2 separate regions of the Zea mays genome follow, and region 1 is linked to region 2. Evidence: chromatin contacts called from public Hi-C data. All regions are on one chromosome and are shown on one strand. The core of a region is the stretch at or near the end of the contact, and the rest is flanking DNA. Distances in the headings are between cores, read along the strand shown. Region 1 holds the start of LOC100281863 (polygalacturonase). Region 2 holds the start of LOC103630830 (phosphate transporter PHO1-2-like).

Evidence for each region. Hi-C and Micro-C count contacts between places; a contact is called where the count stands out from the background.
Region 1: a contact with region 2 is called in a Hi-C map of leaf, with 7 times the contacts expected there. The contact joins the promoter of LOC100281863 here to the promoter of LOC103630830 in region 2. A contact is called at or near these places in 5 of 25 Hi-C or Micro-C datasets (bundle sheath, endosperm, leaf and 1 more).

Annotation. Positions count from the first base shown.
Region 1 is chr6:6,535,298-6,541,245 of Zm-B73-REFERENCE-NAM-5.0, forward strand. It overlaps LOC100281863 (polygalacturonase), which reads right to left and starts at 2,064. Exons shown (of 5, transcript NM_001154783.3): 1 at 1,501-2,064; 2 at 238-358; 3 at 1-140. The coding sequence starts at 1,974. LOC100276777 reads left to right here and starts at 4,075. Exons shown (of 1, transcript NM_001150490.1): 1 at 4,075-5,614. The coding sequence starts at 4,310. The coding sequence ends at 5,317.
Region 2 is chr6:6,101,524-6,107,434 of Zm-B73-REFERENCE-NAM-5.0, forward strand. LOC103630830 (phosphate transporter PHO1-2-like) reads right to left here and starts at 3,283. Exons shown (of 3, transcript XM_008651883.2): 1 at 3,225-3,283; 2 at 2,983-3,135; 3 at 2,744-2,905. The coding sequence starts at 3,275. The coding sequence ends at 2,780.

The sequences.
Region 1 (5,948 bases), core at 814-3,313, 430 kb after region 2:
GTTGCTCAGCGTGACACTGGATATCAGGACGTTGGTTGAGTTCACAAGCTCGATGAGATGGCCTCTCGTGTGGTTCAAGGTTCGGTTCCGCCATAGCTCCCACCACATATGACCTTGCCCATCTATGGTCCCGTTGCTACCTGACGATGTTTGTTAACGCGATGAGGCAAAAAAAAAATATTTTATTTATTACCCGATCATGAAAGTAGACATATATAGCTAGAAATTCGTTCGTACCGGTAATAACAACATCGTTTAAGCCCTCTCCGTGAATGAGGCTGATGTGGCGTGGTCCTAACCGCTCTCTCCCGCGCCCGTAAGACGGCAAAGGGGTAATGAGAGGCCACTCTTCTGGATCCTGCACATGATAGTCCAGCTTGCTAGTGAATAAAATACTCTATACAGCTTTGTAATGAGCATACGTACACAGCTACGATCGAAGCGCTGGGCATCATTCGCCTAGTTAAATGTGGATTGAATACACAAGTATTCAATACAGAATATATATATCTAACATGGTGGGTATCAATTCAATTATAAAGCCATCCTGTTGCCATTATAAATGAATGGCCTGATAATGACTCTACAGTACTGTACTACAGACTCTACAGTAGTGTAATACAGATCACACATGCAGCTGTGTCTTTTTGCCTTGGTTGACACAGATGGGAAAAAACAAACAAACAAACAAAATGGGCATAGACTGGCGTTCACAATATTTTGGAACAGGCATTAGCTGTAAAAGACGCAAGATGGCTTACGATTATTATGATCAGTGTGTTCCAACTGAAGCTCACCATTTCCCATGCAGTAGCTAATACTAGCTTGTTTGTTCTGTTGGAATTGGAAGTAGCTGTAGCAGGAGAAGTGACACAGCTACCCTCTCTATTGGCTTTAGCACAGACGACAGATAAGAGGAAGGTGGAAGCAATGTAAAGTACAAAAGAGGCTTCAACTCGGGCCAGCAACCCCAGTCCAGGTGGAATGGAAGCAGCATAGCATGCAGTGGGGACAAAGCAAAGGCACACAGATAATGTGGTGGCAGAGTTCACAAGGAAGCAGCAGAGAACCAGGCGACCGTCCATGGCCAAGCATGTGACTTCTCCAATACATTTAGTATCTGTCTGCACACGGATCATGGCATGCATGTGACAGCACAAGCGCCGAATCTACCTAGTTTGACGACGACGAGCATCCCAATGTTTGGAGGGCCGGTTACGCAAGGCTTTGGAAATTTCTGAACCCACCAATGTAACGAACAAATTTCTTGTCCATGCATAGCCAGGCCACTGATCGAGCAAGCAAATTAAACCACGCGTTTTGTTGTGCGCATGCATTGCATGCTATGCTTGAGCAGAAACGCTGAGCAAAATTTCAAACCACCTCCTAGAATAGAATCCTAGCTCCTACAGCGAAGCCGATGCAGCATTTGGCACTGCTACTACTGTATTAATTACTGTCTAAACAAAGAAAGAAAGAAGAAATGAATGAACCGTTAACCTGGGAGCCGAGGATGACCGCGCCGCGGTGCAGGAAGAGGGTGAAGCGGCTGGTGAGGTTGAAGCTGCCCGTGAGCCACCTCCCGGGGGGCACGTCGAGCCTGGCCCCTCCCCCACCGACGGCCCTCGCGCCCAGCTCCGCGACGGCGCGCCGGAACGCCGCGGTGTTGAGCGTGGCCCCGTCGCCCACGGCCCCGAACTCCTCGACGGACGCCCACACCTCGCGCGCCGGCCCCGCGCCCGCGTAGAACCCCGCGCAGCTGTCCCCGGGCGCGTGCGCGGGCGCGTCGTGGGGGCGAGAGCGAGGGGCGATCGGGAGGAGCGCGGCGGGAAAGCGCGTGAGGGCCAGGTAGGAGGCCGTGGCGAGCAGGGACAGCATGACGAGGAGCGGCGCTGGGCGCGGCCATGGGAGCGGCAGCGGTGGCGGCATGGGGTCGTGGTCGTCGACGGCGGCGGCCTTGGCGCGCGCGGCCATGGCGGGCGAGGCAGGCGGAGGAGGAAGTGCCGCCACGCCACGCGCATCGCTTTCCCTTTTTGGACGGGACGCCGGACGCGGCCGATAGAGAGAGAGAGAGAAAAAGAGACGTAACCGAGACAGATGCTTTTCTGTTCTTTTCGCCCGAATTGCGTGAGCGTGTCGGAAACGGATGGACCGGCCCAGAACGGCCCGCCCGGCCAGGTGCTTGCTTTTGCTAAGCGATCATGTTTTATACTTGTTGGGCTGGATCTGGTCAGTCGTTTTATGTAGGCTGAGCATTTGTTCGACTGAGCCCATGCTGAGGCCCCCTCTGCTCACGGCAACCGGCCGCGATGACGAAGCAGCGGCCACGCCCCACGCTGACAGCCAGCAGACAGGCGAAGCTTCAGGCGAGGTGGAGCCACGACGGCGAGCTCCAGTGCGTGCTAGTACAACGCAATGCCGAGATCAAGTATTGTTTATGTTAGAACAAGAGAATTTTTCTACATCCATATCCACACCTGGCTTATGTTAGAACAATTACTCCCTTCGTTTTTTTAAGTTATCGCTGGATAGTTCAATTTTGCACTATCCAGCGACACTAAAATAAAACGGAGGAAATATATTTAAGAGGAGAGCGACAAGATCGTAATAATATAGCAATTGTATATATATGCCACCATATATAATATATAAATAATCAATCAATGTATGTATAATAAATGAAAGAGGATTGCGACTCCTTGCTAGCCCTACCGACAGATGTGGACCGTTGGAAGGCTTTACTGTAGCACGTGGACCACGCGTGCATGCAACTGTAAGAAACTTGTGCGTAGATTGGTTTTACTGGGCTACATAGTACTGCTACAGCGGACGACGGAGGCCCAAATCTAGGTTTTGGGCCCAAATCTTCTTACACTGTTGCTATCACAGTCATCATACAGGAAACAGACCAAATATATTTTTTTTGTAGAAAATTGTTTACATATGAATATATCCAATAATGCAATGTTTAGCGCACAGCATAGATGATGCTCAGGATCAGCTAAGAATATAAAAGTAGTGTTTGGTTGAGGAGCCAAGTAGAACGGAGCCGTTCCATTCCTGATTCTAGGAACGGAGCCGCTCTGTTTTGTGTTTGGTAACCTGGAACGGAGCGGTTCTGTTTTTTGTTTGGTTGCAGAGTGAACGGAACGGAGCGTGACTGTGAGAGCGGGATTGGAACGGAGCGGCTCCGTCTCATTGATCTTTTGGAGCGGAATGGTTCCGGATCTGAGGAGAATATTCCCTAATTGGAGTCATTCCGTTCTAATTACTTTGTAACCAAACAATAACAAAACTGGGACAGAATGGTTCCGTTCTACTTGGCTCTTCAACCAAACACTACCTAACAAAGGTCTTTGTTCCAATCCAAAAACAGCGCCAAGAATTGGAGGTGCTCTTTTTATTTTGAAAAATTGTGAAAATGGGTTTGTTTGTGCTAAAACAAGCTATCAGGGCCACTGGCGTAGAAAGGGGAGGGGGGCTAGTAGGGCCGGCCTGGCGATGGCCTCAATGGTTTGTACAAACATATAAATGTAGGCTAATTATATTAATACTAGTTTTTAAGTAGTTAAGGATATAAAATAACGATTGATTCAATAAACATTGGTTATTTTTTGTTTGTGCGTTAGATAAAACCATGTAGTCTATTAAGTTAAATTATATTGAACTATATATAATTTATTAAATATTGTTTATGGTCTTCTCTACAAAAAAAATCATATCTACCTCTGATCAATGCATGTACAACTCTAAAGCTTTTGTATCAGTTTTCAAAGAGACGGTTGAGACTGCATCCATTCATATAACGGAGTGCCTATAAGTTATAAATGTAATACAACAGCACACAATAAGTTTTACGTCAGAAAGGTCATGTAAAATACGACTTCTGTGCGAAGACAGTCTCGTGATTTTTTTTAAAAAAAAAAATTACCTCGAAAACCTCTCTCAAAACCAGTATTAATAAATGGGTCGTCAAATTGGAAGTTTGGTGAAACAAAGTAGCCAAAGAAATTGTATTGACTTGACCCATTCAACCACCCACGCGCTCCTCATGATTATTTATTTTATTTATTCAAAGCAAAGTCTCCTGCTTCCTTCCGTCTTGCTCCTCGACCCTTCTTCCTTCCCCACCACCGCGTTCCAATCAATCCCAATCGCGACCCAGCCAGAGGCGAGCGCGAGAAAATCCCCATTCCCCAATCCCCACGCCACAGCCTCCCTTCCCTCCCCGTCTCCTCCAAATTCAATCGTCTCCAAGCGCCAATCCGCCCCGTCTCCAAATCCCAGGCAGGCAGGCAGCCAACCAGCCATGGAGTGCGAGCCGGAGGAGCTGCAGTTCCTGGGCGTCGTCGGCATCTACCGCTTCTCCGCGGAGATCCTCCGAGGCCCGCACCGCCCGCTCTTCGCGCGCATCGCGGCCGCCTTCGCGCTGCCCCTCTCCGCGCTGTTCCTCCTGCACGTCGCCATCTCGCACGCGCTCTTCACCCACATCGACTCCGACGACACGGCCCTGGACGCATCCTCCCCGGGCACCGACACGCAGCGCCGCCTGCTGTCCCGCCTCGCCTCCGACTGGCTCGCCCTGCTCCTCTTCAAGTCCGCCTACCTCCTCGCGCTCCTCCTGCTCTCGCTCCTCTCCGTCGCCGCCTCCGTGTTCTCCGTCGCCTCCGTCTACTCCGCCAAGCGCGACGCGCTCACCTTCCCGCGCGTGCTCTCCGTCGTGCCCCGCGTCTGGCGGAGGCTCGCCGCCACGTTCCTCGCCGCCTTCGCGCTCCTCTTCGCCTACCACGCCGTCGCCGTGCTCGTCTTCGTCGGCCTCCTCGTCGCCGCGGACAACGGCTCCGGCCTCGCGGGCCTGCTCGCCTTCCTCGTCGCCGTCGCCTACCTGCTCGGCCTCGTCTACCTCGGCGTCGTCTGGCACCTCGCCAGCGTCGTCTCCGTGCTCGAGGACCACAAGGGCTTCGCCGCCATGCGCAAGAGCAAGGACCTCATCAGGGGGAAGCTCGTCACCGCGGGTGCTATCTTCTTCACGCTCAACGTCGTCTTCGCCGCCGTCGAGCTCGGCTTCCGCGCCTGGGTCGTCAGGGGATCCGGCGCCGCGTCGTCAAGGCTCTTGCTCGGCCTCATCATGCTCGCCGCGCTCTGCTGCGTCGTCATGCTCGCGCTCGTCACGCAGACCGTCGTCTACCTCGTGTGCAAGAGCTACCACCACGAGAGCCTCGACAAGGCCAACATCTCCGACCACCTCGAGGTCTACCTCGGCGACTACGTCCCGCTAAAGGCGTCCGACGTGCAGATGGAGCAGTTCCAGGTCTGACTGTGAATCCCATAGCTTCTCTGTCTTTATCACTGCTCGCCAATCCATCCTCTGATGCCGGAATTCTCCTGTTACCACCGGCAGCCAGGTAATCTGTAATTGTGTACGTACAGCAGGCAGCAGGTGATGAACATACTTGCGTTAAGTAGGAAGAATTGGGAATTTTTGTCTTGGGGGTACAAGAATAATGGGGATCTGTACTTCCCTTAGTCTCTTCCTCAAGGACATGGTTCCTTCCCTTGTTTACATGATTTATAAACAGGAGATGAATGGAATTGGGCATGCCGAATTTACAAACTTACTATCAGGAGATGAATGCCTGATTGCTGTGGTGGTACAGATATGCATGTTGTGTCTATATGATGTTTACCCTACCATTTTCAACATTTCTATCGGCCACTTGCTGTGCTAGGTCGGGGATTTTGATATTTGTCATCACCACGCCCACATTTCATAGACGATGGGCCCACATTTCATAGACACAGTGACAATTATAACAAAGAGACAATGTAAAATTTCAATTTATTTCGCAGTCAATCTGTGATTCAGAATGAACTGGGCGGCCGCCCACATAAGCACCCTAGTTTGCTGCCCAGTGCTACAATTGGCTGTCCTACTCTGCTCTTGATAA
Region 2 (5,911 bases), core at 2,033-4,532:
GCGCAGGCGGCGCTGTTTTCCTGTCAGGTCAGCCAGTGGAGGGGCGAAGTGACTGCGGTCACTTCGGCCTTGTCGACTGAAGAGCGTGCGTCATGATAAGGTGTCAGGCGATCCTTGCATTGAATGCTCCTGCGATACGGTCGGTTGGCGTGGCGATCTGACCAAGGTTGCTTCTCCACGAAGCCTACCCGAGCTGGGCCTCAGGCGAGTCGAAGGTGCGTCCGTTGTTTGAGGAGACCCTCGGGCGAGGCGTGAATCTGCCTTGGTCTACTGTTCCTGCCCGAGGTTGGGCTCGGGCGAGACGAGATCGTGTCCCTTGAGTGGACGGAGCCTTGACCGTAATCACGCCCATCAGGCCTTTGCAGCTTTGTGCTGATGGGGGTTACCAGCTGAGATTAGGAGTCTTGGGGGTACCCCTAATTATGGTCCCCGACAAATACAATAACATGGTAGCCGCATAATATGAAACACAAAAGCTACAAAATAAAATCTTAAAACAAAAAAAATGATAATAACAACTTACAACACAAAAAAACATAATAGTAACATCTTACAATGAGGGAAAGATATGAGTACACAAGTCTGCTGAAGTAAAAAAAATTCAAAACATTAGGAAGACTTGCAGTGCGGCTAATTGAAGTTAACCTATGTCATAGGTTATTTCTCTAGAGAATTGGTTGTATGAAATGTCCCTGCATGCCAAATACAAAAAAGGAAAATTCGCGTCATAGCATCCTAATCTAAAAAGGACAACCAAAAACACCAACAGAATCGCAAAGAAACAACATACATAATCTCAAAAAAGCTAGTGCTGTTTCGTCTAGAATTGTTCCTCTGATAGTGTTCCCCCTTATGTCACTGCAGATATGGAGCACAACCAATGTCAATAAAGATCAAACTGCATCTTATGCATCAGGACACACAATGGAGCAGGGCAGTAAACTTACAAAAAAAGAACCATATACCACTCAGTTGGCACATATCAGGTGACAAAAAAAGTTCCATTCAGTTATTACCACTCAAGCCTCTATGGAACCAAGGTAACATATGTTATCACCCAAAAAACATCTTGAACCTTGAGCAAAAACAAAAAATGATGTAGAGCTCTTACAGGGATTGCAGTACACCATTCTAGTAGATGAGCCTAGGGATGTCGCCGTTAAGCTTGTTCTGGGCCAGATCCCTATTACAAAAAGGAACAAACGAACATTTCATTACCAAAACAGCATATGACAAAAAGGGAAAGGAAGTACAAAAAAAGGAAACTCCTTTGGTGTGAGCACTAAAGCACAAAAAACAGTGGGAAACTAAAACAGAACATAAACATGAGAGAAAACTTGTTCTGCTCCAGTAAGCTTACATCTGACTTGCCCAAACATATCTTCAACCTTCTTCTTACGGCAGGAGACCGTCTCATTGAAGGATTCTCATCAAATGTAGCAAAAAAGGGCGCGTTCAAATCATCTGCAAAAATACAAAATACAATTGAATAAGAACATGATGAAAAACAATACCAAAAAACAATGAAAAAAATATACAGAAATGTGAAACAAAAAAATGAGAAATATAAACTTACAAAATGCCCTTCATGACTCCACACTTAATGAGATCCCCCCGGACATTGCATCGTGCAGCAAAAAAGTTGACCACTGCCCATTCTTTTGATAATGCTATAAGGATAGTGTGCATAGTGTATTATTTTGTTTATGTCTAAATGGATTGTCATCATGTCATATGTAAAAAATTTGGAATTTTGTTTTTTCAGATGTCATTAGAGCTAGCAAGGTCAAAAGAAATGGGCAGTGGTCAACTTTTTTTTTGCAATTAACATCCAGGGGATAAAATATACAACTTCCTCTTTTTCCTTGACACTCGGTTCCTTTTAGAACCTATAAAAACCAAACTAAAACAAAAAAAGAGATCCCATACTCAAAAAATAACAAACAAAAAATGATGAAAAAATAATAACAAAAAAATACTAAAAGGATTAATTCAAAAAAATAACATCACACTTGGCATCACGACATTCGACCTAAAAAATACAGAAAATACAATGGAACATAAAAAAAACGTGTGTGGAATTGCATAACCAAAAAGGAGGTAGTTTTTGTTTTTTCGAGTGGATGTACGTATAAGATACTCATAACATGTTCAAAAAATATTGAATATATCTTTTTTTATAATGGGTACAAAAATATATCTGGTATTGGGCCATCCATGTACCGTCCCTGAAAAAAAATGAACCTTTAAAAAATATGATAAAAACATAAAAAGGCCCACTAATAAGAGGACAACAAAAAAAGCCCAACGAAACTATGAAAAAACTAAATCTGGTATTGGGCCATCCATGTACCGCCTACCAGCCCAAATGTAGTACACATAAAAAAGGCAACAAAACAAGCCCAGTGCAGTACACAACCCCCCAGCCGCCAGCCCTCCAGCCAGCCACCAGCAGCCCCCAACACAAAACCACAGAACCCCAGCCGCCAGCCCTCCACCCCAGCCGCCAGCGGCCAACACAAAACCCTCCCCCCCTCTCCAGGAAAAAAACAGAACGCTCAATGTCTATGAGGATACAAAGTACATGATGATGACAGAGGAAGATAGAAGAGGCAAAGAAATTGAAAAGGTATACTCATCTTTGCCCCCCATCTCATTTTGTTGATGCTTCTCTGTTCAAAAAAGTTGAGGCCCCCTAGATTTTTGCAGAAGAAAAAAAATCCCATGCTCGAAATAAACAACACAACATCTCTACCCACTCTTTCACCCCAACCAAAAGTCAGAGCTCCCATGGTTTTCCGTGCCACGGGACGCTTTCTGGTTTAAACACCATCGCTGATACGTACTTGCCGGTGTTAGCAAGCTGGTTCATGTCGTGGCCTTCTTCCAAGTACCTTCTCAGACACTAGCATGCAGCAGTAGACCATTTTAGTTAGTCTGATGAGCAGATAGATCTGCTAGATTCGTTCAATATCAATCTACCTGCATTGCTCGCCAGTAGTATGGCAGGAAAGAGAGCACATATGCCAGGTTCTTGTATTGGGAGCTGCTGGTACAACTTCCATACGCGTGAGTTCTGAAAGTTTCAGCCATGAAGTAGCACCCCGTGAACTTGAGGTGTCTTAGCAGTGGGATCTGCAAAACAAGACATTTTGAGCCGCAACGTAATAAGTACAATGGCTAGCTCTCCATGCATGCCTAGTGTACGGCTGAGCACAGTTTACCTGGCTGGTTAGCTGGTCAGCCATGAAGAAATCCGCCATCAGAACCTGCATGAAAGGCATCCTGGTAGATCAGATTAGATGAGCTATTTCAAACAGGCTTGACAGACAGACAGAAAGACAAAATAATGAGGCAGGGGACCAACCAACAATCAACTTAGCGACCGGGATGCTGGGCTTATAATAGTTTAGGTATGAACCTACCTGTTAGGTCCAACCAAAATAACGTACAGATAAAACAAAGTAAAGAATTATACCACATCCACCGCATATTAGAAGAAAACAGAGGGTACAAGTAGTCATACATACTTACGTATCAGCAACAACCCATTCACTTATGCTCCTCGCATTCACATTTGTTGTTGATCGGTAACAGTAACAACATTTCCACAGTAGGTCACACCGTGCTGAGCGTCGGGCGTGGCGCGCCACAACGGGGTGTTGTTGTCCTTACATAGGGGCGAAGCTAGAAATTACAGGCGTCGGTGTCAGTATAACATATTAACTAATAGTCTGTTACTTATGATAATATAGATATCACAATAATAAAATTATATGATACACTTGAGTGAGTACTTCGGTCTTTAGAGTTCAGAGCTTGAGGTTGGACCAGTTTAGCGCTGAAATAGTCTGCAGAGTGTAGGCTCGTGGTCTCTCGCCTATGGAACGACAGAAGACCATGCTAGACATCTCATTTTGTTGATGCTTCTCTGTTCAAAAAGTTGATGCCCCTGGATTTTTGCAGAAGAAAAAAACATCCCATGCTCGGATTTTTCTTGTACCCCCCATGTAAAAAACACCTGCAACAAAAAACATGATAATTAGAAGATATCAAAATAGATTTCTCACCCACTCCTAGTTTGTATTACTTGTTCAAATTGGATTAACATATGCAAAAAAATATTTGTATTACCTCTTCGATTGGATAGAAGACTAACACACTATCCATTAGTTTTTGCCCCCCCTCCCTCCCCTGATGATCTGCCGCAAAACACAAAAAAAGGCTACACATGAACTTGCCCTCTGCCCTCCGCCTCCAAGAACTATATCTGCATGATCTGAACATCCTCTGACTTAGCTGAAAACGACCACATCAAATACACAACTACAAGGCAAAAAAAAAAAGAAACCACATAACACAAAAAACAGCCAAGATTGAAAAAAAACTGGGCATAAATTTTCTTTCCCTTTTCGTAGATTCATGTTGATGGTACTAACAAGTTTGTCACTGAAGACAACATATTCTCAGAAGATGAAATTACCAATTTTCAGCACCATATATTGGAGATAATTGGAAGTACTCAGGTAAAAAGTATATGAGAATTCCCGTAATTACAGTTGAATAAGATGAAAAAAATTCTATCCACATGTTTTGAAGACTAAAAAACTTTTTGTGATTTTTTATGAATGTGCAAAAAACATATGGCTGGAAGGCGTTTTACTCAAAATGGATCAAGCAGTACTCAGATATACGCACAAATGACGCTGCCATATGTTTCAAACCAGGTAATAAAATGCAAAAAAACATGAACAACACCTACTAAATTATATATGGGAATTTAATTGATCCTTGATGATTATGCAGGGTGGATACATTGATCTGATGATGGAACAGATACGTAACTCGTAAGGAGAATCAGTGAGTGAAGTAGGCAATGAAATGCAAAGTGGCCTATGCACACAAAATGAAACCATGAACAAAAACCTACTAGTGGCCCCATGTGAGACATACACACAGATGATTCTTGAGGAGGACTCAACGCTTGCAAATGCAGACATATCCAAGGTAAGTGTGGGGGTGTGTGGGAAAAAATAATAGTAATATACATTTCATAACATAAACAATGATGTTAACAATGATGTTTATAGCGGCAACAGGATGTGTTAACAGGATATGTTTCAAACCAGGTAATAAAATGCAAAAAAAACATGAACAACACCTACTAAATTATATATGGGAATTTAATGGATCCTTGATGATTATGCAGGGTGGATACATGGATCTGATGATGGAACATATATATAACTCGCAAGGAGAATCAGTGAGTGAAGTAGGCAATGAGATGCAAAGTGGCCTATGCACACAAAATGAAACCATGAATAACAACCTACTAGTAGCACCATGTGAGACATACACACAGATGATTCTTTAGGAGGACTCCCCGCTTGCAAATGGTGACATATCCAAGGTAAGTGTGGGGGTCTGTGGGAAAAATAATAGTAATATACATTTCATAACATAAATAAAAATTAGAAAACTAACGAAAAAACTGAATTTTTTTTGTAGGAGACATTTGGGGAATGCAATGAAGCTGATACATCTAAATACGGGGAAGCAGTATACCACAGGGATCTCTTTGAGATAATGCATGTACAACAACTAACTGAATGTGTGCAAAATGATGATGGAAAAGAAACTAAAACATCGAGTGCTAGTGCAAACTTTGATGATGCAGAAGCTGAAACAACAAATGCAGGAGATGAAGAGTTAACAGAGGATCAGATTGATGCCTTCATTATGAGTGAGCAGATAGCTGCAACAGAAGGGAACAATGCATCAATAGACAGCAAATACACACCGCAAGTTGGGATGGAATTTAAGACCAGGGGAGATGCAAAGCACTTCTTATTCTTCTATGGTTTTTGGCTGGTTTTAAACCAGCAATCACCCACACTTTCAGGACTTCCAA